3 separate regions of the Zea mays genome follow, and regions 1 and 3 are each linked to region 2. A link is a contact called in public Hi-C data. All regions are on one chromosome and are shown on one strand. The core of a region is the stretch at or near the end of the contact, and the rest is flanking DNA. Distances in the headings are between cores, read along the strand shown. Region 1 holds the start of LOC100274771. Region 2 holds the start of LOC541699 (NADPH producing dehydrogenase of the oxidative pentose phosphate pathway). Region 3 has its middle 2.6 kb from the start of LOC103650776.

Evidence for each region. A called contact is a pair of places that touch in the nucleus more often than the background predicts.
Region 1: a contact with region 2 is called in a Hi-C map of endosperm, with 3 times the contacts expected there. The contact joins the promoter of LOC100274771 here to the promoter of LOC541699 in region 2. A contact is called at or near these places in 3 of 25 Hi-C or Micro-C datasets (endosperm, leaf and tassel).
Region 3: a contact with region 2 is called in a Hi-C map of bundle sheath, with 2.4 times the contacts expected there. The contact joins the enhancer-like site here to the promoter of LOC541699 in region 2. A contact is called at or near these places in 3 of 25 Hi-C or Micro-C datasets (bundle sheath, ear and tassel).

Annotation. Positions count from the first base shown.
Region 1 is chr3:156,828,336-156,831,681 of Zm-B73-REFERENCE-NAM-5.0, forward strand. It overlaps LOC100274771, which reads right to left and starts at 1,335. Exons shown (of 3, transcript NM_001374113.1): 1 at 808-1,335. The coding sequence starts at 1,120. It overlaps LOC103650799 (homeobox protein LUMINIDEPENDENS), which reads right to left. Exons shown (of 13, transcript XM_008676368.3): 12 at 3,325-3,346; 13 at 1,789-3,236. The coding sequence ends at 2,115.
Region 2 is chr3:156,070,659-156,074,489 of Zm-B73-REFERENCE-NAM-5.0, forward strand. LOC541699 (NADPH producing dehydrogenase of the oxidative pentose phosphate pathway) reads right to left here and starts at 1,923. Exons shown (of 2, transcript NM_001111440.2): 1 at 1,821-1,923; 2 at 1. It overlaps LOC100193908 (Protein kinase superfamily protein), which reads right to left. Exons shown (of 5, transcript NM_001317230.1): 4 at 3,763-3,831; 5 at 2,458-3,554. The coding sequence ends at 2,976.
Region 3 is chr3:155,117,275-155,120,794 of Zm-B73-REFERENCE-NAM-5.0, forward strand. It overlaps the pseudogene LOC118476812. Among protein-coding and RNA genes, the nearest start is that of LOC103650776, 2.6 kb to the left of the region's middle. Within about 2 kb of position 2,012, at least 15 of the 20 cell types and tissues checked have an H3K27ac peak or open chromatin away from gene starts, as enhancers often do. A contact at or near this core is called in bundle sheath, ear and tassel, where this site is marked.

The DNA.
Region 1 (3,346 bases), core at 85-2,584, 760 kb after region 2:
CCGTAAGGCCGTAACTAGTTTAGTGGCTGATGGCACTCGTCACCTCTACTACGAGCGGTGTGCACCCGCCCCGGCCTACCGGCCGCTCCTTCAGTCGTGTAGGCGTCAGCCGTCGCGGCGCCACTCTGTGCGCCTCCCTTCTAGGCTCCAGCAGGCTGACAGCGTAGGTGATCTGTTGATGCTTATTGTAATTTTGTTTAGATCTTCAATTTTGCAACACCAAGCAGACGATCTGTTGATGATTATTGCTACTCTTTGTTTAACGACCCCTCTCAATTCTTGTCCTGTGATGGACCGTGTTGCTTTGCTAATTGCTAGCAACTGGGCACTAATAAGAAACGCTGTCATTGGTTGCGCGTGACAAAATGTTTTGTGAGGTTGAGAGCGATGGCTCTCCAATGTGTCTCACGAGGAAGGCGACCGAGAGCACTTCAATGCGTTGCGTTGCGTCTGTGTGCAGCTTGTTGTAATGACGAGTACCTAACCACCAACAGCACTAGGCAATCAATTCAAGTGAATTAATCAACCAACTGCTCAGCAAGGACGGGGACGGGACGGGACGGGGCGGGACGCCTCGCGCCCTCTCCTCTCCCAGCAGATTGAAAAACGATCGCGAGCAAATTAATCGCCCTCGAATTCAATTTCAAGGTACTACTACTCTGTTTCGACTTTCGAAAACGAAGCCTTGCAGTACCAGCACATGCGGACGGCAGTTGGGAGGACTAGACTGCTGAGCACGATGTGTGGGGGGTAGGGGGAGGTGGAAGAGAGGAGTAGGCGTAGGCGGCGGCGGCGGTGGGCGCTTACCGAACCCATTGTCGGAGTCGAGGCAGCGCGTGAAGCCGCCGACGGGGTAGAGCACGTCGAGGCGGAGCGAGCGGCCGAGCTCCGGCGACAGGCCCAGCAGGAAGCTGGTGACGCCGCCGAAGTTGGCCCCCACCGCCGCGGCCGCCGCCGTGGTGGCCCCGACCACCAGCCGCCGCCGGAACACCGCGGCCAGCGACGCGAACTCCTGCGCCGGCGACGAGCACCGTATCCCGCTCCCGCGGCGCCGCCCCCGCTGGGCACCCCGGCGCTGCTGGTGCTGGTGCTGGTGCCTGGCCGCGGCCGCCGTGGCCATCGCGGGACGGGCACGCGTCGCTTCGGTTTGCTGCTACTACGTGTTTGTGCTTGTCACGACGGGACAGGAACGCGACGCGAGAGCGGGAGGTGTATTTTGCCGGACTGGGAGAGGATCAGAGGAGCCCGGCCGAGCCGAGGAGGACGATGAGGGGAGGGGGAGGAGTATTTTGGCGTGCCGTGGCGAGCTTTTGCTCTCGGCTATCGGTTTGGTTTTCCGCGTGTTCTGGAGGGGTTTAGGGACATCGCGCGTCCCGTCCCTGACCAGACCGGACCGCGTGTGGTCGGCGCGCGGGCGCATGTGCGCCGACCAGCAGCAGCCGCCAGACGCCCCGACCACGAGTGACCGATCCGTGTCTGACTGCCCATCATACGTGCACGTGTGCCACGCTCAGCCACCAACCAGTACTGTAGGCCCGGCACGTCGGAATCGCTCTCACTCACACGCGTGCACTGCGAGCTCAACTCTTTCGAAGATATTTCACGAGAGCATCAGGCAGAAAGCAACAAGGACCCAACACCCACGCTTATTTTTCTCTGGAGAGAAACCGAAAGAAAGCCGCAGCCCTAGAGTTCGCTACGATTTTGCACAAACAACCACGCCTAGAATTGACGGACCTTGAGTGGACAACCACGAGCACAGACGACAAATTTGGCCAACCGTTCGACTCAGCATTCAAGACTGCAATCAATTCGAGCCGGGGGGCCTCTTGACCCTCCCTGAGTTATATCATTCATTCATTCATTTTTTCTTCTTCTTTCCCCTCTCCAGCTACCTAGATAGATACATTTTTTTTTTAATTTCGAGACAAAAACTACATCGATACATAATAACCTATAGCTTTTCTCAATGGCCCTTGTGGTGGCAATCACAAAGCCCAAATGCAACGAATACCCGGCCTCACATCAAATCAAATGAAACAAACCCTCCCAAGAACCGACCGCCTCCATCCAGGATCTAGCTAATGTGGTAGCAGTAATACAGCAAGCTTTTGCTATCTCCTCCGGTGCTGATCGTACGATCTTCGGCTATGGCTCGGGCTGTAGTAAGGATCCTGCTTCCCGCGGCTCCACTGCCTCGGCGCCTCCGGGTTCTGCTGGCCGGAGCTCCATGTCCTCGAGGGCTCCGCATCATCGTAGCCACGGCGTTCGGAGCTCCACTGCCTCGGTAGCTCGGGAGCGTAGCTCTGGTGCGCCTGGGAAGAACTCCACTGCCTCGACGGCTCGGCGGGTGCGTAGCCGCCCTGGTGCGCCTGGGAAGAACTCCACTGCCTTGACGGCTCAGGATTGTAGCCCTGCTGCTGCACTTTCCCTGCACTCCACTGCGTCAGGGGCTGCTGACTGTAGCCCTGCGCACCGCCATAGTCGGTGTCGTAGTCCCGGACCACGCCAGGATCTGGTGACCTCGAGTGCCGCTGGTGGTGCCCGTCCCATGGGTACTCCACCAGGGCAGACCGGCTGTAGCCATTTCTGTCATGCCCGTGCCCTGGTACAACAGGACGGGACGAGGCTGCCGAAGATCCATAAGAGCTGTACGCACCCTGCTTGCCTTGATCGCCGTAAGCATTCTGGTTAGCAGACGGCACTGTGCTTGCTGATGCTGTACTATACGAGTTAGCTGCGCGGGCGGCGGCCCATGGATCAGCCGTCGCATTCCGTCCAGCGTGGGTCATGTCAGCAGCATTAGATTGCCAAGGGAATGCTGTGTGAGATGATGCATTAGGCTCAGGCAACGACGGATGTGCTGCTACAGCTGGTTTGCTCCCCGCTGCTTGTTGATGCAAGGGCGTGGCAACAGGGTCAGACAACAAAGCGTATTGCTGCTGTCCATGCTGATGCACTGAAGCTCTGTTCAGAAGGTTATTCACAGGGGAAACATGTTGGACTGGCGGGTTTACAGAGACCGCCAGCAGAGGAAGAGATGGGGGTGCGTTAGCTTGAATCTGTGCCGGCAAGACCGAGACTGGAGGGGCGTAAGGTTGTGAGGGTAACGAACTGACAACGTTTGAGAAGCCTTGTTGCACGGCATTTGCAACAGGAGGTGTACTCCCCCGGCTTGGCAGATGCAAGGTTGGAGCAGCCCTCACCTGCATTGCGTGTTCTGGTATCCAGACAGCCTGCCAAAGAATGATCTAACGTGAATAACGGAAGACAGAATTTCCCAATGAACAATGTATGACATGGAAAGCCAGCGGACAAACAAACCCTTGATGTACGGTCTGGCGGA
Region 2 (3,831 bases), core at 673-3,172:
CCTGAACACACAAGCGCCAAGAACGTCAGGTCTATGAATCAAAATGCAGGTCACAGAGACCTCATGTCCAAATGTAACAGAGGATACGCGCTGGTACGAGGGACAGACCCATACTAGATGGATTTAGTCCACCATGGGCCAGATACTACGAATTTTGAAGGGATGACACCAGTCTCTCATATTTGTACTAATTATGCGCACATGAGGAATGAGGTGACGACATATCGACTCAACCCATTCATCAAACAAGGCGTGTCGGTAACGAACAGGGTGATGATGGATCATCGCATTCTTCGAAACCAACAACCCATTAAAGATCTCTGGCCGTGCATGTGAAGGATCGGGAGGAGCAAGAACACTCATCCTGAGCATTACCGGTTTGTTGTGAACAAGATAAGAAACGAAGGCAGTGATCTGATGCTAAGGGCATGTACAACGCTGAGACCATAGATCGGTTTTTCAAGCTAAAGAGTAGGGCTAGATAAAACACTCGTACCTCGTCAGCTTGCTCGGCTCGTTTCAATTTTGTCACGAGCTAAACTAACATCTCATTCTCAGCTCGATTTGTTAACGAGCCAGCTCGTTAGCTCGAACGAGCTAGCATTTGTCAGCAAAATAAAACTTTCAGTTGTGTTGGATAATAAGTGATGAACTGTGTTAATTTGTTGTTGAGTTGATGTAGTATATAAAATTGTGACTATTATTACTCTTTTCTAGTGTTAAATTGGTCTAGAATTAATTAGCAATTGATTATATGCATACTGATTTATTTGTTGTGGATCACAAGCTAAACAAGCTAGCTCGAGCTCATAAACAAGCCACTGAGCTAATTAAGCTGATTCTCTAACTAACGAGCCGAGCTAGCTCATTACCTTAACAAGCTAGCTCAAACTCAGCTGAGCCAATTCGATCCAAGCTGGTTTAATATCCAACCTTAGTTAAGAGACTATATGATACAATCCTAAGAGCATCTCCAAGGGACTCTTTATTTTTAGCTCTGTATTTGATTCTTCTCTATTTACTTCTTCATAAAGATTACGTTTTATATGTAGCACCTCACTCCAACAGACTATCTATCTAGTTTGGCTAGTCAGAGTGGCTAGCCAAATTTAGCTAGTGAGAAAGCCAATTTAAAAAGTCAGATAGCTTAGCGAGTTATATAGATAGTTTGTTGGAGAGTTATTTTGCTGTTGAATAGCTAAAATTTATCTTAACGAGTCATTTGACTACTCTCTTGAAGATACTCTAAGCTACTAGATTACAAATACAGTTAAGAAATAATAGGTATAGAGAATCGTGTAGAGACGAATCTTCGTTTCTTGTATTTTTTAATTAGTTCTCTAGAGACTAAAGGACTCCATACTAAATGGGCTTGTAATGCCCTAAGAGCAGACCGATGGCAATGATGGCCGACACACAACACTCAGGACAAGTGCAGCATGTTCGAGATTTCGAAGGTAGCTCCGCTTCCCGTACTGGGTGGGTGAACCCCAACAACCAAAAGAACTAGTTTAAACGTCGCCGAATTTACAGAACAAATCTACCCCCCCCCCCCCCCCCCCCCCAAGAGGTTCGGAGATGGGGCTAGGTGTATCCATTCCGGTTCCAGAGACGGCGGTTCCGATTTGCATGGCTACCACTAAAAGCAAACAAAAAAGGCAGTCCAGTCCTCCCGAGCAGAACCGGGCGTAACAGCAGATTTGTCGACTAGGGCATCCTGATGAGACGACGAACCAAACGACGCAACCCGATCCAGGACGGGACGACGCGACGCCTGCGGGAGTCGGGAGACGGGCGGGGGGAGGGGCCGAGGGGGTTACCTTGGATCTGGATCGAGGAGCGCTCGGCCTTGCGTCGCCCCTGCAGCGCGGTGGAGAGGGAGTGCCGACTGCCAAGCCGAGGCGAGAGCCTTTTGATCTGCAGCGCCAGCCTACGTTACTACCTGCCCCTTCCCAATGGCCAAATCCCAAGTCTGCAGGGCTGCACAGATCGCGTTGGTGTGCGGTGCGCTCACCTACCCCTTCGCGACCTTTCAAAAAAAAACGCGGTGGACCCACACGCGCCGGGCCCCGCACAGACAGCCGCCGCGACGGGGTGGGTAGTAGGGTACGCGGGTCAAACATACCTGACGTCTGGGCTCTGCTGCCGCTCACCAGCCAGTGATTTCGGATCTTGGCGAGATTCTGCCGTGATCGACTGGTCATCAGTATGGTGGCCTCTTCTTCTTCTTTCGTTCACAATTGTTCAGATGCTCCCGATCTGTGGTATGGTCAGCGCTGAATCGCCGCCGCGGCCGCCACCCATGTTCGGGGATGGTGCGATGCCGGCGGCCGCCTCCGGGTGTCTTGACGCGTGCAGAGACCAGTCGTCTGCACCTACACGGATTGGCCATTGGCGGACAGGGGGGCACATCATGGTCATATTGTTCAGGGAAGCGTCGCCGTACAACATGGAAGGGTAAAAACAGTTGATGTACTCAACAACATCGCCTATCCTACATTTCAACTCTGAACTCCCAATTCCCAAGGGGAAGGAAGCAGCAGCAGAAGCTTCAAAGGCCTCTCAGGTAGCCAAACCTGACACGGTTGCTATTACACGTCTTACACGTACACATACACAAAAAGGACACATGCAGCTGAACATACTCAGCATTTAGCCGCCAAAAAAAACAAAACACTCGCCAATGTGACTCCGCGCCCCTCCTCTTTCTTCACTGACCTGTCTACCTCTGACTGAATCCTACAGGCTCCTCCTGAGGCTCCCAGTCGCCAGAGGCATGACACACACAGGTCGCATTGGCAAGGAATGGGCGCCAGGAGAATTGCATTCGCCACAGGAGGGCAAGAAAAGCCTTATTCACAGACACTTGGACCGACGCCATGTCCCAAGATCGGATCTGACTGGTGCTGATGAATGAGTGGACTCAACCCATGGTGGGGGTTCTGGAATGATGACTGGAACAGAACCTGACGGCTTCACTCATGGGTGCTGTCGAAGCTGCCATGGCCATTTGTTCGCTCCCTTGAATTCTCCCCCCATGTCCTGGCCTCTGCGACAGCACGCTGTCTGTCGGTGCCCCTTGGAGCTTCTCTTCTTCTTCCGGTCTGCGCTGGGCTTCCCACTTGCGACCCGGTCAGGTCCATGTCATCCAGGCCTGATCGCCGGCCAGAGTCGCTGGTAGAGCTAGTCCTGCTAACCTCTGCTCCATACTTGGATGCCCCCGCAGCGTCTCTGCGCCGCGGGTCTGGAGAATGATGGTTAGGCGAGCGCACGCTGCGCTGGTCGCCGTTCCACCCAGCAGGGTTTCTGGCCCTGGGGGTGGATGAATTGCTCCGGACGTGTTGAACAGGGGCATTTGGGTCATATGCCTGAGAAGCAAGATATGAGAGAGCAGTGACGACATCCCCGATGTGAGGACGTGTAGCAGCTTGCTCTTGCAAGCACATGGCAGCAACGGCTAAGGCCTGGTATAGACCCCTCATAGGGAAGCGGCCCTGAAGCATTGGATCAGCCATTTTAGGGAATTTCCTTCGGTCCTTGAACAGTGGACGAGCCTGCAGATTAGTAGATGAACTGGATTAGTTCTCTAGATAAAACTGTCTGCAAACAGACATTTCTGTTTTGAAGGCTGGGGGCAGTATCAGTTTATCAGATAGCAGTTTCAGATGAGTTGAAGAACTACAAGGCATTCATCTATAAGCAAGCATAGGTGTTTTACTGACATAAAGAAAAGCTAAATGCAATGAAATAAGATAAACATACCCATGCCACTAAATTTTGCTCCCCTTGGGTCTTAGTATTGTCAATTGCTTTACGCCCCGTGATAAGTTC
Region 3 (3,520 bases), core at 762-3,261, 950 kb before region 2:
CACCTATCCTCTTCTCTAAATCTCCCAAGAACATTGTTGTCCCATCTCTATAGCTCTCCGAGCACCTTTTTATGGATTTCCATCATACTCACCTCACCCAGTCACTCTCCCTTAAAGGTTGAAACTCCCATCCATGCCTACTCAGCTCGGGCGGCACACTCTTCCTCATCTAACCACATTGCTTCAAACTTGCGCACCACCATCCCTGGTTGCTCACACCATTTGGACTCCCTCTCCCCCCCAGCATCCACAACGGTGATCAGGGTGTCGAGGATCCCCATTTTCAACATGCACTAGGGGAAAATGACACTTCCATGCTTTAAATTATATATACTACATCTGAATGAAACACCTGCATTGTCAATTGTCGGCACCCCCAAAAAAAACTTATATATACATCTGAAAGAAGCGCATCCAGATACATCTTGGAGACAACAAAAACAAAAAATGCAGGCTCTATATAAGCAAATTGCCTTGACACTTTCAGCTAAACCAAACCAACCTCGATTTTGACCAGGATTCTGAAACCGGAAGGAAGCTGCATGACTGCTTCATGCGTGCTTGAACATCTTCATGCTGAGCCAGTGCAGGTAGACAACCACGATTATTACAGGAAGCATCAACGGCACAAGCAGACAGTAATACCTGCAGAATTACGAAGAAGGCGTGAATTTCTTGTATAATTTGCACGGGTTGTACGCTGTTGCACAAGGATCACCTAGTTTAGTGCATGCTTAACAAGCATCTCTCTTGGTTAGATGGCAGCCAGGAATCCATTTTGATGTGGCGGAAGCAACTTGGACACGACGGCAACGTAGAAGAAACACACGAACAATGTGATCCCAAAGGCAATGAACGCCGAGTCGATCAGCTAATCGGTAGAAAAATGCATCTCTGGATTTCCCAGTCTTGTCGGTCTCTAATGCGCAGACCCAGTGGGAGCGGACCCAGTAGTAAACCCTGAAGAAGAAGAAATCCAAGTTAACAGCTACCATGACTGGACTGAGTCAGATCCATTGGTTTGGGTTGGGACGGTCGGTTTCGAGCGGCAAAGAGAGGAGTGGGAAAGGGGTGGGCACACCCGGTGGGTGCTTGTAGTCGGCGAAGACCACGGCTGCGAGATGGAGGTGGCGGGCGCGGAGGCGGACTCAGATTTGCCGTTGCTGTAGCAGGGGAGGCGGTGGTGGTCGCCGAGGCTGTGGAAGGAAGACGCCGAGGCATTGGCCAGCAGCAGCGCGGCCGCAAAGTTTCCTCGGCACATGCACTCAATGGATTGACGGACTGTGAGGGATAAGGAAGGAGGAGTGACTGGCCGCGATACCATCCGAGGCTTGGCGGCGAGGCCCGAGGCCCGAGGGGGGCTACTACTAGGGGAGAGAGTGAGCCGCCGCCGCTTGGGCCTCCTCTCCATGGGCCATGGCCCAGACGGCCCCAAATCCACTCCTATACGTTGACAAGTGGATCAATGACTCGGGGACTAACAAGCCAATGCACTACCATCGACACATCAAGCGTCTTCCAACGAGACAGACCCACTTGGCTCTGAGGCTCCATGAGCTGTACTATGTGTACTATAGTACTCCGTAGTGATAAAAAAGAGAATAATTTGTTTATTTTTTCTAAAAAAAGAATAAACCGATCGACGGGGACTTTGAAAGCTGGTTGCCAAAAGGCTACGGTAATTGACTTGTACTACTATGTTTGTTTAAACGTTGTGGCAAGAGGCCACGCCACACGTGTGCAGAAGCTGAGGAAGAACATCTCCGCCTTGGCTGACTCCGAGGCACGGAGGCAGGCACTTGACCCAGTCACCCATCACCCGCCGTTGGTCCTCAGCGACCACCAACACCAGTGACCGACGACAGTCCACGCGCCTGGCTCCGTGAACCTGACGGGGTGCTGCGCTGTGGATCCACTGACCTCGCTCGCGCCCGGCGCCCCCACACGCCGACGATGGGTGCATGCAGTCCCCGTCGATTTCCGGGAAAGCCACGGGTTCTCTCTGACCCTGAGCAACCGAATCCAGCGGGCAGGTCGGGTGGCTCACCCATCTGCCTGCCCCTGCCCGGGTGCCCGCCCGCACCCAACACCAGCCAACCGGATCTCCTGTGGCATGGTCGCGTGGAATCGCCTCCTTGGCTAGGAGAACTGGCATTGTCCATGGAGCATATTATTTGAATCTCTAAAAAAATTGCGGATCTAAAGTTATAAATATTTTAAAATATATTTACATAAATCATTTTATTCGTTATTTAGAATAAAAATATATTTGAAACTAATCTAGAGCCACCACAATTACCCTCTAAAACTAGGTATATGATTTGCTAGCTATGTAGCACGAATACTGATACAATATCGGAACGATACAGATCGCGTATACGACTTTAAAAAATTGATAAGCAGGTTTGTTTTATTTTTTTAAAATACATAATTTATAATATATCGTTGGTGTTTTGAACTAGCTCCGATAAATAATTTATCTATGCGCTATTAGGGGTCTTCTTTTTCTGAAAGTTCTCAAAACACTAAGTTGACATTTGTTTCCTAGCCTATTTTAAATATTATAGGTATCATACCGAAAGCATCTCCAGATGAAACAACCATAAACTCGGGTATGAAGTCCACAAGCTTCGGGATAGTAATGCATATGTGCAATCGACGAAGCTGGATGAAGCTACGAGAAGTTTTCAAGAGTTTGCTCACCGGGATAGCATGGGAAAAATGCAGCATTACCCTCATTAAGTTTAACAGTTCAAATGTATAGGCTTGAGGTCATGAATGTAATTCTACTGAAGTTGTACCTCGAGCATATAAATAGAGGAACAATGACATACATTAGAGACATTTGCTGGATGGGAAAAAGCAAATAACTCCACCTTCAAAGTTGTATTTCCTCCTTCTCCTTGTAAGCCTCGAGAGCCGAAGATATGAATGTAATCTCTAGTTCCAATTATGTGGCTTATGATCATATCTCATGTAATTTGCTTTGTATTTATCCTCATGCTTTCTTCATTCAATTTAGTGCTTTCTTCATTCACTTTAATCCCATCTTCATTTTTGCTTAACCTTCTTCCCAAAGAAGGATGGGCTAAAAGATGAAGATGAAGCTTAATCTTACTATGTTGCCTTGTTTTTTATACTTGAAGGAATCAAGAACAAGTGGTCAACATTGGCGCCCACCTCCGGTGAACTCACAAGGACCACGACAAGCTTCATCATGTCGCTGAAGAAGACGACAACAACCGATGTTGTCCTCACTCCTTTGGATCCCAACCAAGGATAAGAAGAACTCCTTCGAGAGGCATGGAACCAGAAGAGGAAGGCCATCAGCCCGACACCACAAGATGGTGTGCTTGATCGGGAGATCCACAACCTCGAAACCATCATGCAACAAGTTGAAAAATAAAAAGAGAAGATGATTCTGCTCTCTGAGCTTCAGAAGCAGATTGATCAAGCAATTGAGCAACATCACACAGGGCACAAATCAACAAGAGCACCAGTACCATTGCAGAGACCTTCG